Linked DNA regions of Sus scrofa: region 1 is linked to region 2. Evidence: chromatin contacts called from public promoter capture Hi-C data. All regions are on one chromosome and are shown on one strand. The core of a region is the stretch at or near the end of the contact, and the rest is flanking DNA. Distances in the headings are between cores, read along the strand shown.

Region 1 (5,171 bases), core at 2,594-5,093, 69 kb after region 2:
TCTCTGCAGGAAAGGGACCCACTGGCCGCACGTGCTGATTCCCTGCGGGAGAGGGACCGGCTGGCCACATGCCCAGTAGGGACGGGGCCAGCCTGGGGCCGCTCCTAACCGTCGTCCCCTCCATGCCCAGTTTTCTCCCTGGGTCTTTGTCCTGGAAGTGGCCATGGGCTGCCCTCCCCAGTGGTCAGTAGTGACCATCCTGAGAGCCTCTCCTGCCACCCTTCTGTTCCTGCAGCCCGAGCAGCTCTGGCAAGCTTTTGGCACGTGACTGCCTCTGCATAGTCCCACCAACGGGCTTGCATCTTCTGGTGGCCTCTCAGCGGCTCCCCCTCTCCCCGTTCTTGGGTGAGATCATGCCTTGAGAAACCGCCGCTTGGCACACAGACGCAGCACCCCAGCTTCCCCACTCTGTCTACCACCAGCCGCACACAAATGTTCTGCTGCCTAGCTCTGTGCCAAAGGCAGCGGTGTGAATCCAGAAAAACGCTGGGCTGGCCCTCTGGTCCTGTCACCCAGCCACGCAGAGGTCTCCAGGCCTGGACAGACCTCCAGGGCGTGCGGTTGGCAATGCTGCCCACTTGCAGCTCAACCAGCAAACAGGACTGTGCGTGGATGAAGGGCCAGAAACTTCCCCGGGAGGGGTTCCCGCAGTAAACTGGGACAGCAGCTCCCACGTTGCAGGGAGTGGGCAGAATCAGAGACACCGTGGTGGTTTAGACCCTGGGGACTGCAGAGATGGTCACTCCATTGCCGGCCAGGTGGTCCTGAGACCACAGCGGTCTCCCCAGACCCCTGACGTCCTGACCAGCAGGCTCCTGGCTGCCCTCGTGGCCTCCCTTCCTCAGGAGAGTGAGTTGTGTCAAGACAACGGAGGAAGAAAAGACGGAGGAAATACTGAGAAGATGGAGCCTCAGGAAGCAGCCTGAGGGCTGATGGGTCGAGTGAGGCCAGGCGTCGGCCTGTGGGCACCTGTCCTGCTTGGCGCCTTGCAGACGGAATCCACACAAGAGAAGACTTTTCCCTTAAGAGCAGGTTGGGAATGTTACAGTAGTTTTGGCCACTTCAACATTAGTCTTATCTTAAGCAATTTTTCTTGAATTGAATATTGTACCAGCAAATACATTGACGTGGAAAGAGTGGAAGTAATTGCAAAAGTTTGAAAATGGGAAGTAGGTTCCCCGCCAGCCACGCCGCTCTGGTTATGGTCACTGTCCTGGTTGGCGTGGCGTTGTCCCGCTGGGGGCACCTGAGAGTCCCTCCCGCCTCGGGCCAGCTGGATGCGTGGACGTCCATCCTGGCCCCAGAGGGTCAGGGTATTTCCGGTCAGTCCCTGCCATTCCCCACGCAGCTCAGCATCCATGCGTCGCTCAGCACCTCTCTTGGCTGTGGCGGAAGCTCCAGAAGAGGAACGGCTGGGTCTGAAGGCTCCGGGTGCCGGTGCCCACGGTCAGATCTCCTCCCTCTGTGCCTTGTGGCCGGCGGACGGGACAGAGTCCACTCTGTCCAGGGACAAAACTCCTGGGGCGCTCTGAGCTCGGGAGGGGCAGCAGGTGGGCGCTGTGGCCGGGGTCGGGCAGAACAGAGGGTGCGGGGCGGGTGGGGGGCTTGGAGCTCCTCTGACCTGTGGACAAACATCCGCGGTATCTCCAGTTGTGCCTGACCTCCTCCCCCTGACCAGCCCGGAGGCGCGGAGGGAAGGGCTGGCGACAGCTGTGGCGCTCTCTCCGTTGAGAACTCGGGAATGAGCAGGCTCCTGGAGGTGTGCCGGCTGCAGACCACGGTCCACCCTCCTGGCTCGCACAGACCCTCCAGCCACAACCCAATTCCTCCGGCTAGTCTGGAGACACTTATTTACATGAGGGCAACCTTGACCCCGGCAAGCGAGACGAGGGGCACAGGCCCCAGTTCCGCCATCTGGGTCCAGAGGACATGCCCATCTGTGTGGACCCAGGAAGCCCGGCCAAGGCAGCCGGGACCCCAGGGCTTTGCAGACACACGAAGCAGAAGCTCAGCCCCATGCAGGCCCTGGAGTGGTTCGTCGGGGTGGGACGTTTCTGGAACCCGCTGGGGACATTCTGCGCTCGGATTCCAGAGAGACGCACCTCAGGTCGTTGTGCCGGTTCCCGGCACCTGCGTGTCTGGAGCAGCCCCCCCTGGCGAGTCAAGGCTCTCCCTGTGTGGACAGGTGTGAGCACATCCAGGGGAAGGATGGACGCAGAGAAGGGCACAGAGATGTGGAGGGAATTCTCCGGAGGTTGGACCAGAGGGGGAGAAATCATTTAGTTTGAGGACAGGCATTTGGTTATAAGATGTTCCTTGCAATGTGCTTTATAGAAGAGAAAAAAATTGAAACAAAAATGCAACCATTTCAATAAATTATAGCAAATCAATACAATGAACCACTACAGGATCGTTAAATGTCACGAATTGACCTGAGAAGAGGTTTAGATCCCAGAGGCTGGAGCCACTGCCTGGGCTCAAGTTCCAGCCCCACCACTTAACTCCATGCGACCCTGGCCAAGCCACACAACCTCTCTGCGCCACAGCTGCTCATGGGGCAGGGCTGGGACAGAGAGCACTCGGGGCAGGGCCCGCACTCAGTGTGCTGCCACCACCGCGTAACCGGAGGGGACACACCTCTTGTGAAGTTACATGTGCGATTTTCTGTCTTTAAAATCGCACTCAACAGAAGGCTACGCACGTCTATGACGTGATCACTCATGTCCGCAGGTAGGCAGAGAAGGGCTGCAAGCATATTTGCGACCGCTGCTTCTGAGGGTAATGCTATGGGACTGTTCTCACTTCTCCGTTACTGGTTCCCGTCTGTTTCCGCAACGGCCATGGAGCGCTTCTGTGATAATAAGAAGTCAACACTGGTTAATGAGAAAAATGTGAACTGCATCCAGATGACCCCGTGCCAGCTGGCACGCAGCCTCCTTCCAGGAAATCTTTCTCAAAATTCCAGGATTTCTTAGGTGGTGGCTCCGGGCTGCCCCTTCCCTCGCTTCAGTCTGTGCCTTCCGGACGTCTGTTGGTAACACCACTTCCAGATTTGTTCCATGAGCCACTGTGACAGTTTTCAGCAAACTCAAAAGCTGTCGCTTTCTTCTTTTTCCTGATTTGTTTCTTGCTTTCCTTCCCTCCCTTCCTTTCAGCTACGAACCATTTCTTTTCTATCAAAAAGCCGTGATGGGAAAGGGACATGAAATGTCCTTTTTCTCTGATCTCGCAACAGGGGAGCGTGATGCATAAACACATGGCTACAATTTCAAGAGGAACTAGTGAATCATATGTTTATAACAGCAAACTCGGCAGAATCTCAGACTGGAAACGTCCAAACTGCTTATTGCTAGCGGGTCATCTGGGAGCCGTGGAATTGGGATTCCCACTCTCGGAACTCTGCTTGCTTCCAGCCCCTGTGCCGACAGACGGCAGCCAGAGAAGCCCACGGAGGGCCCCGGGGAGCCCCAGCTGTGCCCAGCCTGCGCCCAAGCCTCAGGCCTGGCTGAAGTCACGGAGCCTCGGGAGGAAACCGCCTTTTTCCTGTGGGAACGTGGCCTCAAGGCAGGCCCCCCCCAAGCCCTCCGGCCCCCGAGGGCCGTCCCCGCACTGGCCTCTCGGGACACTGAGACGGTGTTTCCCTCCGCCCCCGGCACTGGGTCTCAATCCCGATTTCTGCATTTTCACCTGCCGATGGGACCTGCGCTTTTGCTTGGCTGCCCTACACTCGTGACCACGGCGGTGCCTCGTCTCGTGCCGGTCGGCCGGTCAGTCGCCCCATGCCCTTCCTCGTATTTTGGACTCTGTGCCCTCAGGACCCAGAGCTCTCTCCGCAGCAGGAGCCACTCAGGTCACCTGCAGGGAAAAGAGCCAGCTGGACATTAGCTAGTCCCTGAAGTGCCTGTTTAACCTGCACTCTGGGTCCAAAACTCGAGGCCGGACTGTCCTGGGCCGGGCATGGACCGCCAGAGGGTCCCAGCCTTCCTGAGGTTCTCCCGGCTCCGCCCCGGCAAGACGCGACGACAAGACGCGACGACACCTGCGCTGAAGGGGCCCCGGGGGTGTTTGTTCCTTTGTCCGTTCCCCACCCCCCTCCAGTTCACTGAGTCAACCCACCCCCGCTGCACGTCAGCTCCACCTCCCCTCCCCCCAACCCCCCTCCCCGCAACCTGCCTCTCCCACGTCCGCATGTACGGGAAGGCTACTCGCAGCCCCCCAGGGCCCCTGTGGCCTGTGTCCCCCACTTCTCACCCCCTCACCCCTTTTTCCTTCTTACTTCCACGGCCCATGACATAGGGCAGGAACCAACCTCATCTTTCCCGAGACGACCGACCGTTTGGAACTGGGGTCTTTGAAGACGGACTAAGGTAAACGCGTCCTCAGGGTGGGCCGTGCCCAGAACGACAGGGAGAGGGACGCCCACTCGAGGACCCGGAGCGCCGTCGACGCACCCAGGAGAGGCCTGGGGGACCGCCTGCCCGCACCCGGCTTTCCAGGCCGCGGGGCTCAGCTTCCCTGTTCATACCACCTCCTCTGCGGCGTTTGTCATGCTGCCCAGAGCGGCCCTTCGCAGGGCGGGCGGGTGGACCCGGGGGGACACGGGCTTCTTGCTCGGGTGGATTTCCATCAGCTTTTTCCTCACGTCCCCCTCACCGTCGTCCAGGAGGGGGGCTCCCAGGGGGCAGCGCAGACGGGGGTCTGTGTCCACCTTCACCACGCACAGAGGCGAGTCCAACCCTCGGGGCCCCGGGGCTTCAGCTGAGAAACGGAGACGACGGGGTCACCTTCGGGCATCGAGACCCAGTGAAGATGTGTCCAGAGGGCCTGGAAGAGGCGCCAGGAAGGGCGCCTGCTCGGTGTCCACACAGCACGAAGGAAGCGCGAGGCTGGACATCGTAAGAAGGGCACTCTGAAGGAAAGTTAGGCTGGGGACAGGCTGGAGAGCTCGAGGGTGTCCTGCCACCTCTCCCAGACATCCCCTCCAGACGTCCCCTCCAGCCGCACCCACCGGCTCAGAGGAGGACAGGGCCACCGCCGGGTGACCACACTCAGGTCCACCCAGATGGTCTTGGCACCACCTGTTTGCTGCTGCTGAGCCAGAAACCATGCATCTGACACGCACCTCGGCCTCCAGGGTCCCTGCGACGAGATTGTGGCCACCGCACACAGCC
Region 2 (5,360 bases), core at 1,197-3,696:
ATGGGAGTCAGTGCCCAGCTCCTGCCAGGCCAGCCAGAGCCAGTTCTGGGGGCCGGAGGCGCTCTGAGCTGGGCAGAGCAGGGCCAGGAGGGAGAGGAGAATGAGCCTGCCCCAGGCCCAGGCCCAGACCCAGCAGGAGGGCTGGGGAACAGGCTGGTCCTGCAGAAGTGACCTCTCGGAGCTTGGGGCTCCTGTGCAAGTGGGGGTGGCTCACGGTACCGCCGAGGAAACCAGCTGTCCTCTTGCCAGTATCTTCCAGAAGCTCAACCTCTACTTCCGATCCCTTAAACCAGGAACATGAGAACCCCAGCCGGGGCCGGCTCAGGCTCCCTGGACACCCTCTGATGGGAGACAGCATCTTCCAGGGGGAGCAGGAAGCTGCAGGGTTGGCCTTGGGGAGGAGGGGCAGCCGTGAACACTTCTCGGGTGGGCGGGCTCGGCCCACCTGCAGGCAGCCTGCCAGCCTTGGAGGGAGAGAAGGACTTGGTAAAGAGGAGGCCCTGGGCGGCCTGGAGATGACAAACCCTGCTTCCTGGATGTGCGGGCCTCTCGGCCGAGGTGCCTGAGGCTTCGCCCAGAAAACCAGGCCAAAGACAGAAGCCAAGGCCCGTTGTAGCAAACGGAGAGCAGACACAGAGTGAGCACCACCGGCTCCCAGGGCTGGTGGTGACAGGGCTTCGATCCACAAGGAGGATTTTCTGAAGGAGGTTCTTGGTTGGCGGGGGCCTCCCTTGCCCTGGGCCTCCCCCGGCGCAAGGGGCCAGCGACAGCAGAGGGCCAGCCTTGCTTTCCAAAGTAAGTTCTTCCCTAAATAACTCGGCAAGGAGACGAAAAGTCCCTTTCTGGTCTAGAAGATGCAGATCACCTGGACTTACTGGGAGAGGCGACTTCTGTCTCAGCTCAGCTGAAGGGCGAGGCTGGACACCTGTGCTGGGCTTAGCTGGACCTTAAGGCCAGAGGCTCCGGGCCGGCGTGGCTGCCCAGGATCACAGGGCCAGGGGGAAGGCGGGACCCCTGTCCTTCTGGCCCAATGACAAGAAGCCACAGCCACAAAAATCCACAGGGCCCCTGAGCCCCCGGCCCAGGATTTCTCAGCGCCCGGCTGTCCCCCGGGACGTGCCTGGGGGGTGTCTGTACTGGCTCGGTGCCTCTGTCTCCAGGCTCAGTCTCAGGGATGCACACAGCCTCCAGCTCCTGAAACATAATACCCACCCGGAGGCCGCGCTGTGTCCTCTTGGCTCCCCCTCGGTCTCACTTTAACTTTCCGCAGGCAATTGGGCAAAATCACTCCCCAGGGCAAGGCTGGGTTATATGAGGTCTGCATCCTGCCCCTCGGAGCCGTGCACTCGCACCAGCAGGAGAGTGGCATTGGCCTCAGCAGAATTTCTCACTCGTAATTTTTTTTTAGAAGAATACACAAATGTTTCTCTTCTTTAAAAAATCCACTAAGGCAAAGGAAACAAAGCAAAAATAAACAGACGAGACCTAATTAGACTTAAAAGCTTTCGCACAGCAAAGAAAACCATCCACAAAAATGAACAGACAATCCCCGAATGGAAGGAAATATTTTCATATTACACAACCAGATAGGAGTTAACATCCAAATTACCTAAACAGCTCATACAGCTCAATGTCCAAACCCAGTTAAAAAATGGGCAGGAGACTTGAATAGATATTTTTTTCAAAGAAAACATATGGAGGCCAACAGGCACAAGAAAAGGTGCTCGGTCTCACTCATCAGCAGAGAGATGCAGCTCAAACCCACACTGAGGTACCTCGCACCGGTCAGAATGGCCATCAGCAAAAAGACACCAAATACCAAAATGCTGCAGGGGGTGTGGAGAAGAGGGAACATTCGGATCCTATTGGCGGGAATGTATTTAGGGCAGTCACTATGGAAAACAGTATGGAGGGTCTTGGAAAAATTTAAAATAGAACTACCTACAACCCAGGAATTCCACTCCTGGATATAGATCCCAAAACCCTCAAAACTCTAATTCAAAAAGATCCATGCACCCCAGTGTCCGCAGAAGCACTCTTCACAATAGCCAGGACATGGAAGAGACTTACGTGTCCCCCAACAGATGAATGGATTCAGAAGATGTGGCACATATATACAATGGAACAGCACTCAGCCACAGAAAGAATGAAATCTGGCCCGTGCAGCAACGCGGATGGGCTCGGAGGCAGTTCCGCCAAATGCAAGACGTCCGACAGAGAAAGGAAACACTGTACAGTGTCGCTTTCACGTGAGATCTAAAAAAGTCAACAAAGCGGCGAGTGACACAGAAAAAGCAGACTCGCAGAGAAGCGACTCGTGGTCGGCTGTGGAGCGGGAAGAGGAGGGATTGGGGGCAGAGGCCGCTGGGCATAAAATAAACAAGCCGCAATCGTGTCAGGTACAGCGCAGGGAACGGAGCCTGCGTTCTGGCGACGGCAAAGCGAGGATAAGCTTCCAAACTGCTGAGTCACCACGTTGTGACCTGAAACGTACATGTAATATTGTGTATCAACTCTACCTTAGTAAAAAGAAAATCCAGGCTTTTCGAATTTCGCCACAGGCAAGCCGTCCGGTGGCAGGTGTAGAGCGCAGCCTGACGAGGCGTCCGCTCCTCGCCCTGGTGCTGCCAGGGGTCTCCCCTGCCCCTGGCTTTCCTCCTTCTGTCCGCATGCTCTTGGCTCACAACACATCCAGACGTGGCGGCAGAGCCCAGCGGTCAAGGCCCGCAGCAAAGGTCATTTGCTTGTGTGAAGTGCGGCCTGTTTCCGGCCGTCCCATCTCCACCCAGATCCCTGTCGCTCCACCTCCAAGGGGCTCCACGGCAGCCTTGGGGGGCAGCGAGTCACCAGAGTCCCTCCTCCCAGCAGCGGCCCCGGTCACAGCTGAGCCAGGCTGGCTTCTCTGCCACAGGGATTGTGCAGATGATATCGCGGAGCGTTCTGGAGTCTGTGCTGTATTTATTGCAGAGTTTCCTTTTCGGCCAACAGTTGCTGCCCCGCCACCCCATCCCCGACCCCTGTGTGGCAGCCTGAGTGCTGGGAGAGGGAACCTGTCCTACTGGAGGCCGTGGGCCGAGGGCGGGCAAGCCCCTGCCCACACCGGAGATGGATGGCAGCCCCCACCCTGCCCTGCCTTCCGAGACCCTTGTTTTCCAGATGGATGTTGTCTTGTGTGACATCCAGCCACACCTGAGGGTGGGTCACCTCTTCTCGACAGAGTATTTTTCTCTCACTTGATTTTAAATGGAAGGTGACTAGAAGCCTTGGCAACACTTCCCAGGTGCAATCTGTATCCCCACCCTACTGAGCCTTCACCTGGGGCCCACCTGGGCCTCACCTGGGCCTTCCTCGGTCCCTCCTGCTGCTGGCTGCAGGGCTCCCCGTGCTTCTGGGAACTGGAGAATCGCGCTTGGCTTCCTGCAGATTCTGTCCTCCGTGAGAGCAGTGGCTGCTGCGCAGTCCGGGGACACTGTCTCCTGGGACGGTCGGGCAGGTCCTCCCGCAAACCCCGGGAGGACGTCCTGCTGCCGAGGCGGTGGATGCTCTCCGGCTGAATCTGGGCTGCATCCTGGTATCAGAGGATGAGGCTGACATTTAAACAGAAATACCAGATATTTGGACTGCAGGACTTAGAGCTCGATGCTTGCCCATCTGGGCAGGAGATCTGAGAGATCCTGGCCCCCACGTTGGTTGCGAATTTGTGGGAGAGCGTTCAGCCTGGCAGGGTTGGAGGTGTGGATCTAGGCTCCACACTGGGTCCCAGGGGTTTCTCCACAAGGTGTTGGCACCCTGGGGCCTGCAGCCTGGCCCCACCTCACCCTAGACCAGCAGCCCCCGTCCGTCCCCAAGGAGAGTGACCTCAGCGGCAGCCGCGGGGCGCTCCTGCTCCCTGTAACCTGACGGCCCCTGCACCCAGGTGCCTGCCGTTGAGCCCGTCCAATCTGCGTTTCCACAGAAGCCGCCATGCTGTGGACACCTTGGGATACTGGACCCAACCCCACCCTCCGCCTGCAGGGCCTCTGCCACCTCGTGTTGCCCTGACAGAGCCCCACCCACCCCGCTGCTCCCAGGTGGGTGCTCCCACATCGCAGAGGTCGGCGGGGCGGGGCTGTGACGGCTGAGCTGCGCTTGTCACAGTTTGTTTCCTAAACAAAGCCACCGACTCTGAGGAACTTCTCACAAGCCCCACTTTTTGGCCTTTTGCGCTTTTTAGGAGGGCAGGCCCCACCCCGCTGCTTCAGGTCGACCAGTGGGGGGTATGACTCCAGGAGGCACCGGTGCAGCAGGGCGGGGACAGAGGTGGAAAGTCCACCCTGCAGGGTTCGTGTGGGGGCCCCCGGCCCAGGCGCAGGGGGCCTTGCTCCCTCCTCAGGGAAGGGAGACGGGTACCCGTCCCTGTGGGGGTCCGCTCAGGGCAGGCTGGCCAGACCCCAGGATGGAAGGAGCCACAGGGCCCGTCCGCAGACGCACGCATGTTCGAGCGTGTTACCCGAGTGTGGCAGCTGCAAAAAGGGAGATAAAATGTGACAATATACCTCCATCAAGGGGACAGGAAGGGCGGCTTCTAAGAAAGACGGAACAAACAGACAGAAAGGACCCACAGCAACCAGTGAGGGTCCTGGGGGCCTCGAACACTTGCTGAGGGACCAGAAGTTCAGGGGAGCTGGGCAAGAGGGAGCTCCGGCATGCCCTCGGCCTCGCTGGACGCTCTGCCCCAGGCCCCTCCGCAGCACGGGGACGCATCGGTCCGTAAGACATGCGCGTTCTGAGGCCACCTGGCGGGGCCCGCACCCTGGAGAGGAGGGCAGACTCCGCCAGACACCCCGACGGGGCCTGAAGGCTGAGCGCAGGCATCGTCTGATGCCCTGGGTGTGGGCGCGGTGGGGAAAGCGCCTGGGGTCTGGCGAGGGCCCAGAGCGTTCCCTGCGGCGGGGAAGGGAGGAGCCCGCCTCAGCGCGGGGTGAACACCCCACACGGGACTGCGGTGCCCGGGAGGCCCAGGCTGTGCGGGGCAGGGCCCGAGCTGCCCTCGAAAGGTGGGGTCCATGGTGGGGGCCGATGGCTGAGGGCGAGGGCAAGAGGCCAGGAGGTGGCGGGCCAGGACCAGGACGCGAGCGGCGGCAGGCCCGGTGACGTGGTCCAGGCTTCAGGAGCTGTTCGGTGGAGCAAAGGGGCTGAAGCCTGAGCAAAGGGGACACAGAAAGGCCGGGAAGTGGAAGCCAAGGGATGCTCCCGGCAGGGACTTCGCAGGAGAGACAAGGCCGGAAAGGCCGCAGCAGCTAAAGAGAAAGGTGGCCCCAACAGAGGGCTTGTCTTGCTTTGCCTTCTTAAGTCCGGGGACGAGAGCACAGCAGGGAGCT

What was found. Promoter capture Hi-C pulls out the DNA fragments that hold promoters and counts their contacts.
Region 1: a promoter capture Hi-C map of liver shows a contact between it and region 2, with 4 times the contacts expected there. The contact joins two enhancer-like sites. A contact is called at or near these places in 1 of 5 promoter capture datasets (liver) and 1 of 47 Hi-C or Micro-C datasets (epiblast stem cells).

What each region holds. Positions count from the first base shown.
Region 1 is chr1:372,173-377,343 of Sscrofa11.1, forward strand. No RefSeq gene overlaps it. Among named protein-coding and RNA genes, the nearest start is that of ERMARD, 170 kb to the right of the region's middle. Within about 2 kb of position 3,844, at least 14 of the 83 cell types and tissues checked have an H3K27ac peak or open chromatin away from gene starts, as enhancers often do. A contact at or near this core is called in liver, where this site is marked.
Region 2 is chr1:304,940-310,299 of Sscrofa11.1, forward strand. No RefSeq gene overlaps it. Among named protein-coding and RNA genes, the nearest start is that of DLL1, 110 kb to the left of the region's middle. Within about 2 kb of position 2,447, at least 5 of the 83 cell types and tissues checked have an H3K27ac peak or open chromatin away from gene starts, as enhancers often do. A contact at or near this core is called in liver, where this site is marked.